Regions from separate parts of the Capra hircus genome. Here region 2 is linked to region 1. The links are chromatin contacts, called in public Hi-C maps. All regions are on one chromosome and are shown on one strand. Each heading gives the region's core, a stretch centred on a gene start, on an enhancer-like site or on the middle of the called end of the contact. The rest is flanking DNA. Distances are from core to core; before and after follow the strand shown.

Region 1 (5,048 bases), core at 1,597-4,096:
ACAGGTCTAGAATATATTCTGTGCTATGTTTAATGTAAATGGGGGTTGCAATCATCCTTGCCTTTTTACTAATCTCAATATTTCACTATTAATTAGAATATTTGCTGTAGGATTTTTGTAGATACTTTTACCAGGATAAAGTCATTCCCTTGTATTCCTAATTTGCTACAGGTTTTAAAACATAAACAGATCTTAAACATTCCATGTATCATTTGTAATAACAATATGTCTTGCTTCCTTAACTAATGGTGAATTACGTTAACTGATTTTTTTTTCTTTTGCTTTGCAGTGTTTATTGCTAATGAATGGTAGCATTTTCCCCAGGATTTTCAAATTGAGGTATGCCTGCCTGCTGTTTCAGTTGTGTCCTACTCTTTGTGACCCTATGGACTGTAGCCCACCAGGCTCCTCTGTCCATGGAAAAATTCAATACAGCTAGTGTTTTCATAGAAATAACTTTTGCTTTTGCTGATAACTTTCTGCCCTTAACTTTGCTGCTTTTGTGAATATCTCCTATGTCTTGAAAGGAGAATATTCTGCACTTGTAGCTACACTGCTCTGTAAAAGTCCCCTAGTCAAGTTTCTTAATATTATCATTAAATGTATTTCTGCTTGTTCTGTTGATTACAGAGGGATGTGTTTTTAAATCTCCCATTATAATTGTGGGTTTTTCTATTTCTCTGTAGAGTTCTCTTTTTTTTATATATATTTTAAGACTATGGTCTTTTCATATGAGTTTGAAATTGTTCTTTCCTTCTGGTCAGTTGGACCATTTTCAGTGACCTTTTAATCTCTGTGATTGTTTTCTGATACTAAAATAACTGCACCAGTCTTCTTTTCCTTAGCCTTTGTATTACAAGAATTTTTTTTTTTTTAACTACGCATTTCCTTTCACCCTTTCAGTGTCTTTGTTTTGGAAATGTTTCTTGTGGATGTCTCTTGTAAATTACAGGTAGTTGGATTTTTATCCTGCCGGGTAATCTTCGTATTTTAACTACAACATTTAGTCCACTTGCATTGTTTTATAGTACATTTGAATTTATAACTTATTTGTCTCATCTATCTTGTATTTTTCTCTCCATTCTTGCTTGTTTTAGGATTGACTGGATTGATTTTCTCATTCTGTTTTTCCCCTCTAATAATCTGGCTAAATATTATATACTGCATTTCCATTCTTTCTGTTTACCCTGTTAATGACAACTTACAGTCTTAACTCATCAGAGTTCAAGTATATTTGCTATCTATTTTCATTTTCCTTCTGAGGACTAGAAAGATAGAACACTTTAATCCATTCACCCAAGTTCTATGCCATTGTTGTGTATTTTAATTCTATTTTTATCCAGAAGACATTGTTATTGTATTATCAATGTTCTTCATTGTTCTTTATTCTCTGTTGCATCAGACCTCTGTCTGTGATCATCTTCCTCCAGCCTGCAGTTCTTCCGTTGGAATTTCCTTTAGGGAGGGTCTGCTACTGGCAAAGTCAGTTTTTGTATTTGTAAATGTTATTATTTCCCCTTGTTCTGGAAAGACATTTTCACTGGGTACATAAATCTTGAAAAAAATTTCACTCAGTTTCTAAGATGACGGTTATTTTCTTTCAGTGCTTTGAAGGTATCATTCTACCTCCTCCGGGCTTCCGTTGCTCCTGATAAAAAGTCCGTGCAAATCATTTCTTTTTCTTTTCTCTTTTTCTACCCCGGACGCCAGGCAGAGGCGTCTGAACTTTATTCTGAGGGGCACAGGGAGCTATGGAAGGTTTTAAAGCACTGAGGTGATCCAGTCAGATCTGCATTTTAGAAAGCGCACTCGGGCACTGTGGACTCGGAGGGCATTGAGAAGTGAGAAGGCAGTTGCTGCAGTCCAGAGAAAGGACAAGGGGTGTGGATGGGAGGAGGTCAGAGAGGCAGGACTTGGGGGGTCAACGGAGGCAGGCGGTTGGGAGCCCAAGGGGCATGGATGACTCGGGTTCCTAGTGAAGATGGAAAGCTGGCGCCGTAGGACAGACAGAACCGTGTTGGAGTGGATGGGGATAATGAATGGATTTGTGTGAGATCTCAAGATCCATCCATTCCACAGAGTCGAACACCTACTACGTGCAGACTGTCAAGTGCGTGTGACTGGGGACTTGGGGCTGCGTGGCGTCAAAATCCGTCCCGCTGCTCACCTTAGATTCGCCGCGGCCATACCTGCCGCCAAGTATTGCCTAGCGGGGGCCCCTGAGGCAGCGGCCGCCTGGGGACCAGGCGTCTCAGCACAACCGCCCAGACGGACAGACGGACGTTAAGGATGGACGCGGAGGCGCCTGCTCAGGACTGGCAAGCCACACCGCTCCAGAGCCTGGATCCAGAGAGACCGTGGTACTGAGACACCCTGACAGGTTGGGAAACCTTGGCCGTCCCCGCCCTCCTGACGCCCGAGGGTCCGCGCCGCGATCTCCTCTATTCTTTGTTGAGAGGCGAGGCAAATGGCCTCACCGCTCTCCCCCGGGCCCTCATATGCCCAGCCGGGGCCAGGCCGTTTCCAGACCCTCAGAGTCACCGGGAGGACTTAAGAAAACACTCCTGGGTGCTAATATCTCGTCCGACACACCCGCCTAGCGGAACCCCAGCCAAATAAGTCCCGCGGGCCGCCGGCTTTGGAAACAGACACGCCGCGCGCGAGGCCCGGGGGCGGACCTCCAGAGGGGCGGGCCCGAGCGGGAGGCGGAGCCAGGGGGGCGTGGCCGGCTAGACGGGAGCCGAGCCCCCGCTCCGCCCCGCCCCGCCCCGCCCTCGCCCCCGCCCGGCGCGCTCGCCCGCGGGCTCGCTCGCGCAGAGGAAAACGTTGCGCAGGTTCAAAAATGGAACGTCGGCGGCGTGAGGGAGCGCGAGGGGGTGTGCGCGCGTGCGCGTGCGCGTGCGCGCCCGGGCGAGGGTGACGGGGACCCCGCCGGCCCGAGCATCGCGCGCCGCAGCCGCGGCCCCGCAGCTCCGCCCCCGGCCCGGCCCGGCCCCGGGCCCGCTCGCCCGCCGCCCCGCATGGAGCTGTCAGCCATCGGCGAGCAGGTGTTCGCCGTAGAGAGCATCCGGAAGAAGCGCGTGCGGAAGGTGAGGCTGCCCGGGGGGCGGCTCCCAGGACCCCTGTGGGGTCCCCTTCTGTCCCCAGTACTGTCCCCTCTACCCTGGAGGCGAGGGAGAAAGTGGGGGCGGGGGGACCCAGGCAGCCCCGCGCTGCCGGGCCCGTATCCCCAGCCCGTGCCTCAGTTTCCCCCGCCACCTTGTAGGGAGCGTAGAATTAAAAGTTGTCGCCCCAGGATGCTGAGGGCAGCTGAGCCAGCCAGAGCTGGAGAGTAGGATCGGACTGGAGGGACCTCGAACGCTATCCGTTCTCACCCTCCTCCCATTAAATATGGGGAGACTGAGGCCCAAGTTGAAGAAACGTGTGTTCGCATTGGAGCTGGGTCTCGAACTCAGGACTCTCTACTCTTGGTGCCAAGTCCTTTGAAGTTGGAGGCGGAGCTTTGGAAAAGCCTCCTCCCGCCTCTTAAGTTTAACTGCTGGACTTCGACCTTTTCCGATCCCCTCTACACCCCCACCTCCGCGTCTCTCCCCGACTTCAGTGCACACCCCCTCAGTCTTTCCCTCCCCGACTCCCAGCTCCGCCCGGCGGCTCGGTGAAGCCGCCTACGGCACTTCGGCATCCTCAAAGCTCCTCCCCCTTTGCCTTCGCCTCCCAAACATCCACCCAGCGATTTAAGGAGGCATCTGTTCTGCTGTGTTTTGTCCCCGCGCCTCGAGCCTGGACTTTGGCCATGCCCATTTCCGGTGCACACGTTTGCGAAGTAGTCTGGCCCCAGGCTGGAAGTTGGGACTGGAAGGCTTTGGGGAAATTTCCTGTCCCAACACTTAGAACCACTATCCTTTTATCTCCTCCCTGCCGCCCCCTTGAGAGGCTCTAGCGGCAGGGCAGGAGTTCACCTCCTCCCATTTGACGGAGGCACAAACTGAGGCCCGGGCTGGGGAAGTGACCTGACCAAGGTCAAACAGTAAGTTAGAGATGAGTGCAGAGCCGGAGTTCAAGTTGGCTCATTGCCAACTCATCTTTGAAGGGAGAAAACTCAGCCCTGTTATCTTGGGCTAAGGGTAACGGGGTCAAATTAGGCCATGACCTTATCTTTTCTTCCCCCAACTCCAGTGGGGTTGAGTTTTGTCTTCAGTTCGGGGCTGCCCCTTCTCCTTCTCCCTTCCCTCAGAGTTTCCTTAATTTGAATTTGTTCCTCAAAACCCAATGCTTTCCATGCAGTGTAGCCTAAGCAGGTACATTAATTACCCCTTTCTACAGGGGGCCGTAGTGCCAGAGAGTGAGGAGCATTGTTCCTTTCACATTCATTCAAAATTTTGAGGACCTCTTATATACCAGGCACCAGTCTAAGTGCCAGGGGAGGGAGCTCCAGGCTTTGTGGAGCTGGCATTCTGGTAGAGGAGACAGGCAGCAAAAGAGGAAGTAAACAGATGCTTTCCACTGGGGTTGTGTGCCACACAGAAAGAGAACTGTAAGGTGGGAGGGAGGGTGGCCAGGGCAGGCTTCTTTGAGGAGATGACATTATCTTGGTCTTAAAGTTCTAGTGTGGAGGGGTATCACTTGTCAGATTGGGAAGGCCCCTGTCACCTGTGCAGAAGGGAGGAACCTGGCTCTTATTTTCTCACTCCTGGAGGGAGGGATGAGCACTGTTTCTCACAGTGAGGATTGTCCACCTTCTCTGGGGTCCTGCCAGGGTCTTTTGACTTGAGAGTAAGTTGAGAGTCTTGGAGTCACTAGCCTGTCCACTCTGGGCCAGAGGCACTGTCTCACAGAGATGGGGCTGATGGGGCTAGAGGCCTGGGGGACTCCCCAATGAGGAGTTTTCTAGGACTTGGAGAGTCTTCTAATTTAAAAAAAGAGAATTATGGTCTTTGCACTGGCACACTGGACACTGGATCTTTGGCCATGCACATTCCCCACACGTGACATGGGCTCCAAGCTTGTACCACAGGTACCACTGAGGTGTGTAGGGAGGGCCCAGTGCA
Region 2 (5,481 bases), core at 1,918-4,417, 140 kb before region 1:
AAAAGATGATGCTGTTAAAGTGCTATACTCAATATGCCAGCAAATTTAGAAAACTCAGCAGAGGCCACAGAACTGGAAAAGACGATGCTGTTAAAGTGCTGTACTCAATATTTCAGCAAATTTGGAAAACTCAGCAGAGACCACAAAACTGGAAAAGGTCGATTTTCATTCCAATCCCAAAGAAAGGCAACGCCAAAGAATGTTCAAATTACTGTACAATTGTGCTCATTTCACATGCTATCAAGGTCATGCTCAAAATCCTTCAAGCTAAGCTTCAACAGTACATGAACCAAGAACTTTCAGATGTACAAGCTGGATTTAGAAAAGACAGAGGAACCAGAGATCAAATTGCCAACATCTGTTGGATCACAGAAAAATCAAAGGAATTCCAGAAAAACATCTGCTTCTGCTTCAGTGACTATGCTGAAGCCTTTGACTGTGTGGATCACAACAAACTGTGAAAAATTCTTAAAAGATGGGAATACCAGACCACCTTACTTATCTCTCCTGAGAAACCTGTATGCAGGTCAAGAAGCAACAGCTGGAAAAAAAGAAAAGAAGCAACAGTTAGAACCGGACATGAAACAATAGACTGGTTCAAAATGGGAATGGAGTACGGCAAGACTGCATATTGTCACACTGAAAATTTACCTTATATGCAGAGTACATCATGTGAAAGGCCAGGCTGGAATTGGGCCAATGCCCCACTTTTTCGTCTTTGATGGGTGGCCTTGGAACTGGCGAGTGTGTCAGGTAGCTTGCTGATGTGTTCCAGTGACCACATACTGAGGCTCAAGGTCTAGTGGAAGTGGACTAGTCTGTTATCTTGGACCTATTTGGTTTTAATCAGTACCTGGTGTCCCAGGGATTTGTCATTCTTTCAAAGGTTGTGCCCTGCCCCCTTCCCTTTTGCGTCATTCCCACAGCCTGGTGCAGCATCTGAGATGCAGCGAGACTCCAGGAAGAATTTCTTATTGAGCAAATGAGTGACTCAGGACCCCAGAGCTCCTTTTCCAATGAAGAGGTGACTGAACCCTGAGTCTGATGTCATGAAAACCTAACCTAGAATCAGACTTGAGCTCTGTCCTTTCTTAATTGTATGACTTTTGCCAAATTATTCCTTTTTGGCCTGAACTTAGTTTTCTCTGTAAAAGGGGACAGTGTGGGCCATAATTCCTTGTCTGCCATTCTGAAATAAAAAGTTTTGATTTATAATGTTAAGTTTCTGGTATAAAGGAAAGTGATTTGGTCATATATTCTTTTTCATATTCTTTTCTACTATGGTTTATTATAGGATATTGAATACAGTTCCCTGTGGCATACAATAGGACCTTGTTTCTCTATTTTATACACAGCAATTTGTATCTAATCCCAGTCTCCCAATTCATTCCTTCCCTAACCCTTTTTCTCTTTGATAACCATACCTTTGTCTTCTATGTGAGTCTGCTTCTGTTTGGTAAGTAAGTTTATTTGTATCATATTTTAGATTCCACACAAGTGATATCACAGTATTTGTCTTTTTCTGTCTTCACTCAGTATGATACTCTCTGCTGCTGCTGCTGCTGCTGCTGCGTCGCTTCAGTTGTGCCCGACTCTGTGCGACCCCATAGACGGCAGCCCACCAGGCTCCCCCTGGATTCTCCAGGCAAGAACGCTGGAGTGGGTTGCCATTTCCTTCTCCAATGCATGAAAGTAAAAAGTGAAAGAGAAGTCGCTCAGTCGTGTCCGACTCTTAGCGACCCCATGGACTGCAGCCCACCAGGCTCCTCCGTCCATGGGATTCTCCAGGCAAGAGTACTCTCTAGGTCCATCCATATTGCTGTAATTTGAATTATGAAAAACTTAAGTCAGTTGGTGGCAAAAACGAAACTAATCTGAATTTTTTAGGCAGCAAAGTTAGCCTTGAACTGTGGGGCTATTTATTCCACTCCATGTGAATATTCATATCTCTTTACAGAATTAATGTGTTTCATTAAAGAGCTTAGGGAGGATTACATAATATACAGTATGTGCACCATACTGCATGATATTATCTAAAACATGGAAAATGCTGAATTTGGAAACAGATCTGGCCTCAAAGATTTCCAATAAGGGGCTGAGGACTCTCAACACTGCCACTGGGGGATGGAGTGAAGGTTAGTTGAGAACGTTTTCTTAATAACGGTGTGAGCAATGGCCAGGCCCAGAATCAAAGAACAGAACGGGGTGGGATGGAGGTAGAAGGTGGGAAAGTGTGTGTGTGTGTTCACCCACAGAAAAGAGGCTGGAGCAGCTAGTTAGGGCAGATTCTTGGCTTGCAGGCTCAGGAGTTAAGCCTTAAACCAGAGGAAATAACTAGGAGTGGGGGTGAGGAAGGGCATGGGAAGTAACCAAAAGATAATACGATTTTTAGATCTGGATGGACAAGCCTGGCGGGAGGGTGAGCAACTAGGAGACTCCTAGGTGACCACGAGCCCAGGCAGAGATGAGCGAGGGTCCTTCACGCAGAGGATCTGGGAGGCAGGGAGAGCCAGGCTTCGTGACGCCCGGCAGCTGGTGAGGGTTTCGCCGCCTCAGACCTTCAGAATCAAGAGCCAGGCCCCGCTGCCCGATAGTGGAGGAATGGCCTAGATGGAGCTAGAGGGAGGGGAAATCCCAAATCAGCACGCATTAAAGGCAAGCTGGTGTCGGGAAGAGCCTCTGAGTTGGGAACCAGGAAAACCAGGGGTTCAGTCTTTTCTCTCTAACTTTGAGTTGGTGGGGGCTGCGCAACTGATTCCACTTCCCAATATGCCTGCAAAATGGCAACAGCGATGATCCAGAGTGCTGGAGGGAAAGGATATACCACGTGTGAAAACGCCTCGGAACTGAAGCCCCAGTAGGGTTATTCAACTCCAGAGGTGACCGACCATCTCCCTTCACCGTAATAGCGCGTTTCAACGTTTCCTCAAAAGTTGGCTACTGCCCAACGTTGTAGGGTAACAGTATTTTCATTTTATGCCGGCGCGTCCGAGAATTTTCACCAAGTGTGATCCCAGCCGCTCGCCGTAGGACCTCTAAATCCCGCCTACCAAACTGACGCCCTGGTCTGAGCGCAAGCAAGGCGAGAACGAGCATGCGCGGAAATGGAGTCTAGTGTCCGCCCCGCGACCTGACGTCGCAGCGGGTGCGCGCTCGTACGCCGGAAGGGGCGGAGCCAGACTAGCATTTATATATCTCGCGCGGCCCGCGGGCCGACCTCTACCGGCAGCTTCCGACTGCAGGATGGTATGTAGTGTCATGGCGGCTTCCTCTTTGTCGTGTTGGCATGGCTGAATCCGCGGCACATCGCCGCCATCTCGGCTCACCCGGCGCCGGGGTTCTGCTGTAATAGCACGGGGCACTCAGCGGAACCCGCGGTCAGGTCTATTTCCTGGGAACGTCTGGGACTTGAGGATGGTGTGGGGGCGGCCGAGAGGCCTTGGCTTGTGGGGCCTGGGCCCGACAATTTTCAAACCATAGACTGACTTCCTGGATTTCGATCTCAGCATTCGAGATTCAAGTCTTGAGCCTTTTGGCAGGAGGACAGTGTGTGCGATTGTTTGGCTCGAGTGTTAAAGAGGTGCAGAAATACAGGCTGTCAGGCTGGGGAGGGTATTCGGGGCAGGAGTTGTTGAGGCCTCATTCTGAAACGTCTGGGAAGGTTGGTACAACTCCTTTGGCCTCTAGAGTTGTCAGAAACCAGAAATGATGAACTTATTGACGGGCGGACAGAGACGCTGTGCTGATTGTCATGTTCTGATTTGGCTCTGCCGAGTTCTAGTGGCCTCCATTTTCCAGTTTGGCTCCCGCTGGGAGCATGGGGAATCCTTCAGTACCTTTGCCCACCACCCAGCCCTTTGACAAGGAGTCCCTGGGCAAAGTGGCAATAATGATGATCAGAATCTTGAGCGTAAGGCTTGTTAAGCCATTCTTAATGCGACTCTCTGGTGTGTCTTTGTCTTTTTAAGTTATAAGGTGAAGGGTTGAGGTAAATAGTCAATTCAGGTGTGGCTGAATAATGCCTTCTGGATGTGTGATTACGAAGAATTTAACTTAATTCTGAATGTAAATTTTTTAACCTGGGTTGCTGGCGTGGAGTCATCATTGCTTGAAATCCTCTTGAAACCTAGGCCTCTGGGAACGAAGCTCCTCAGAAGGTGCTAACGTTCTTCTATTTCTCTTAGTCTCACAGGAAGTTCTCTGCTCCCAGGCACGGGTCCCTGGGCTTCCTGCCTCGGAAGCGCAGCAGCCGGCACCGCGGGAAGGTGAAGAGCTTCCCCAAGGATGACTCTTCCAAGCCCGTGCACCTCACCGCCTTTCTTGGCTACAAGGCTGGCATGACCCACATTGTGAGGGAGGTCGATAGGCCAGGGTCCAGTAAGTACATGCTGCACCTTTCTAGCTGATGGGAGAGCTGGAGTTGGTGGGAACTGACTAGATGGGGCCAAGCAGTCAGAAGGGAGCAGGCTTTGGGGGAGATCAACAGAACCTCTGGACTTCAGAATGGAAATATATTTTAGGATTGATTAGTGCTCCAGAGTTCAGGTGACTGGCATTGTTACAGGCAGAGGGGTGTAATGAAGTCAAGGAGCATGGCCAGTAAATTTGTTAAGAGCCAAAGAATAGAAGGATTCCCCCGCTGGCTCAGTGGTAAAAAGAAAACCTGTCTGCCAAGCAGGAGACCCCTGGGTTGGTAAGATCCCTGGAAAAGGAAACGGCAGCACGTTGCAGTATTTTTTTCCTGGGGAATTGAAGTAGAAAAGTGACTGAGTAGAACACATAGCACTGAGTACTGAAACATAGCGTTAGTTAAAATGGTTTCTAGGCTCCGGTGTTACTACCTTACTATACTTAGTATTCTTGTATTCTGAAAGCAATGAGGAATTAGTCTCTAGAGATGGTTATAGCAGAGCAGACCTGGAGCCAGACTTAACATGGTTGAGTAGGGTCCAGATGGTTTTGATTGAGTTGAAAATATCTGCGCGCCAGCTGAACAGTCTGTAGTGAGGACAGGCCTGAGAGGTGCAGACTGCTGCAGACCCCTGGCCTGGGAGGGCACGTGTAGGGACTCGCTAGTCCACTCAGCTTTTGACTGCTTGCTTTATTTGCAGAGGTGAACAAGAAGGAAGTTGTGGAGGCTGTGACCATCGTGGAGACTCCGCCCATGGTGATCGTGGGCATCGTGGGCTACGTGGAAACACCCCGAGGCCTCCGGACCTTTAAGACCATCTTTGCTGAGCACATCAGCGACGAGTGCAAAAGGCGCTTCTACAAGAACTGGTAAGGGAGCCGCGGCTGGGCTCCGCCTGGGTTGGCTGGGGGAAAGGGCCGTGTGCTGCGTAGGGCCTTAGCTCCATGGCCGACGGCAGGGCAGCTGCTCTGGTGTCAGGCTTAGTTGCCTCTTGGGCAGAACAGTTCTCAGGGACAATGGGAGCAGCGTCCCGGGACAGTTCCTTTGTTATAGACCTTGGGTGCTGTCTC

What was found. A called contact is a pair of places that touch in the nucleus more often than the background predicts.
Region 2: a contact with region 1 is called in a Hi-C map of blood, with 2.5 times the contacts expected there. The contact joins the promoter of RPL3 here to the promoter of CBX7 in region 1. A contact is called at or near these places in 4 of 5 Hi-C or Micro-C datasets (blood and liver).

The regions. Positions count from the first base shown.
Region 1 is chr5:109,532,490-109,537,537 of ARS1.2, reverse strand. It overlaps CBX7 (chromobox protein homolog 7), which reads left to right and starts at 2,846. Exons shown (of 6, transcript XM_013964352.2): 1 at 2,846-3,089. The coding sequence starts at 3,021.
Region 2 is chr5:109,674,395-109,679,875 of ARS1.2, reverse strand. It overlaps RPL3 (60S ribosomal protein L3), which reads left to right and starts at 3,167. Exons shown (of 10, transcript XM_005681086.3): 1 at 3,167-3,246; 2 at 4,185-4,377; 3 at 5,112-5,280. The coding sequence starts at 3,244.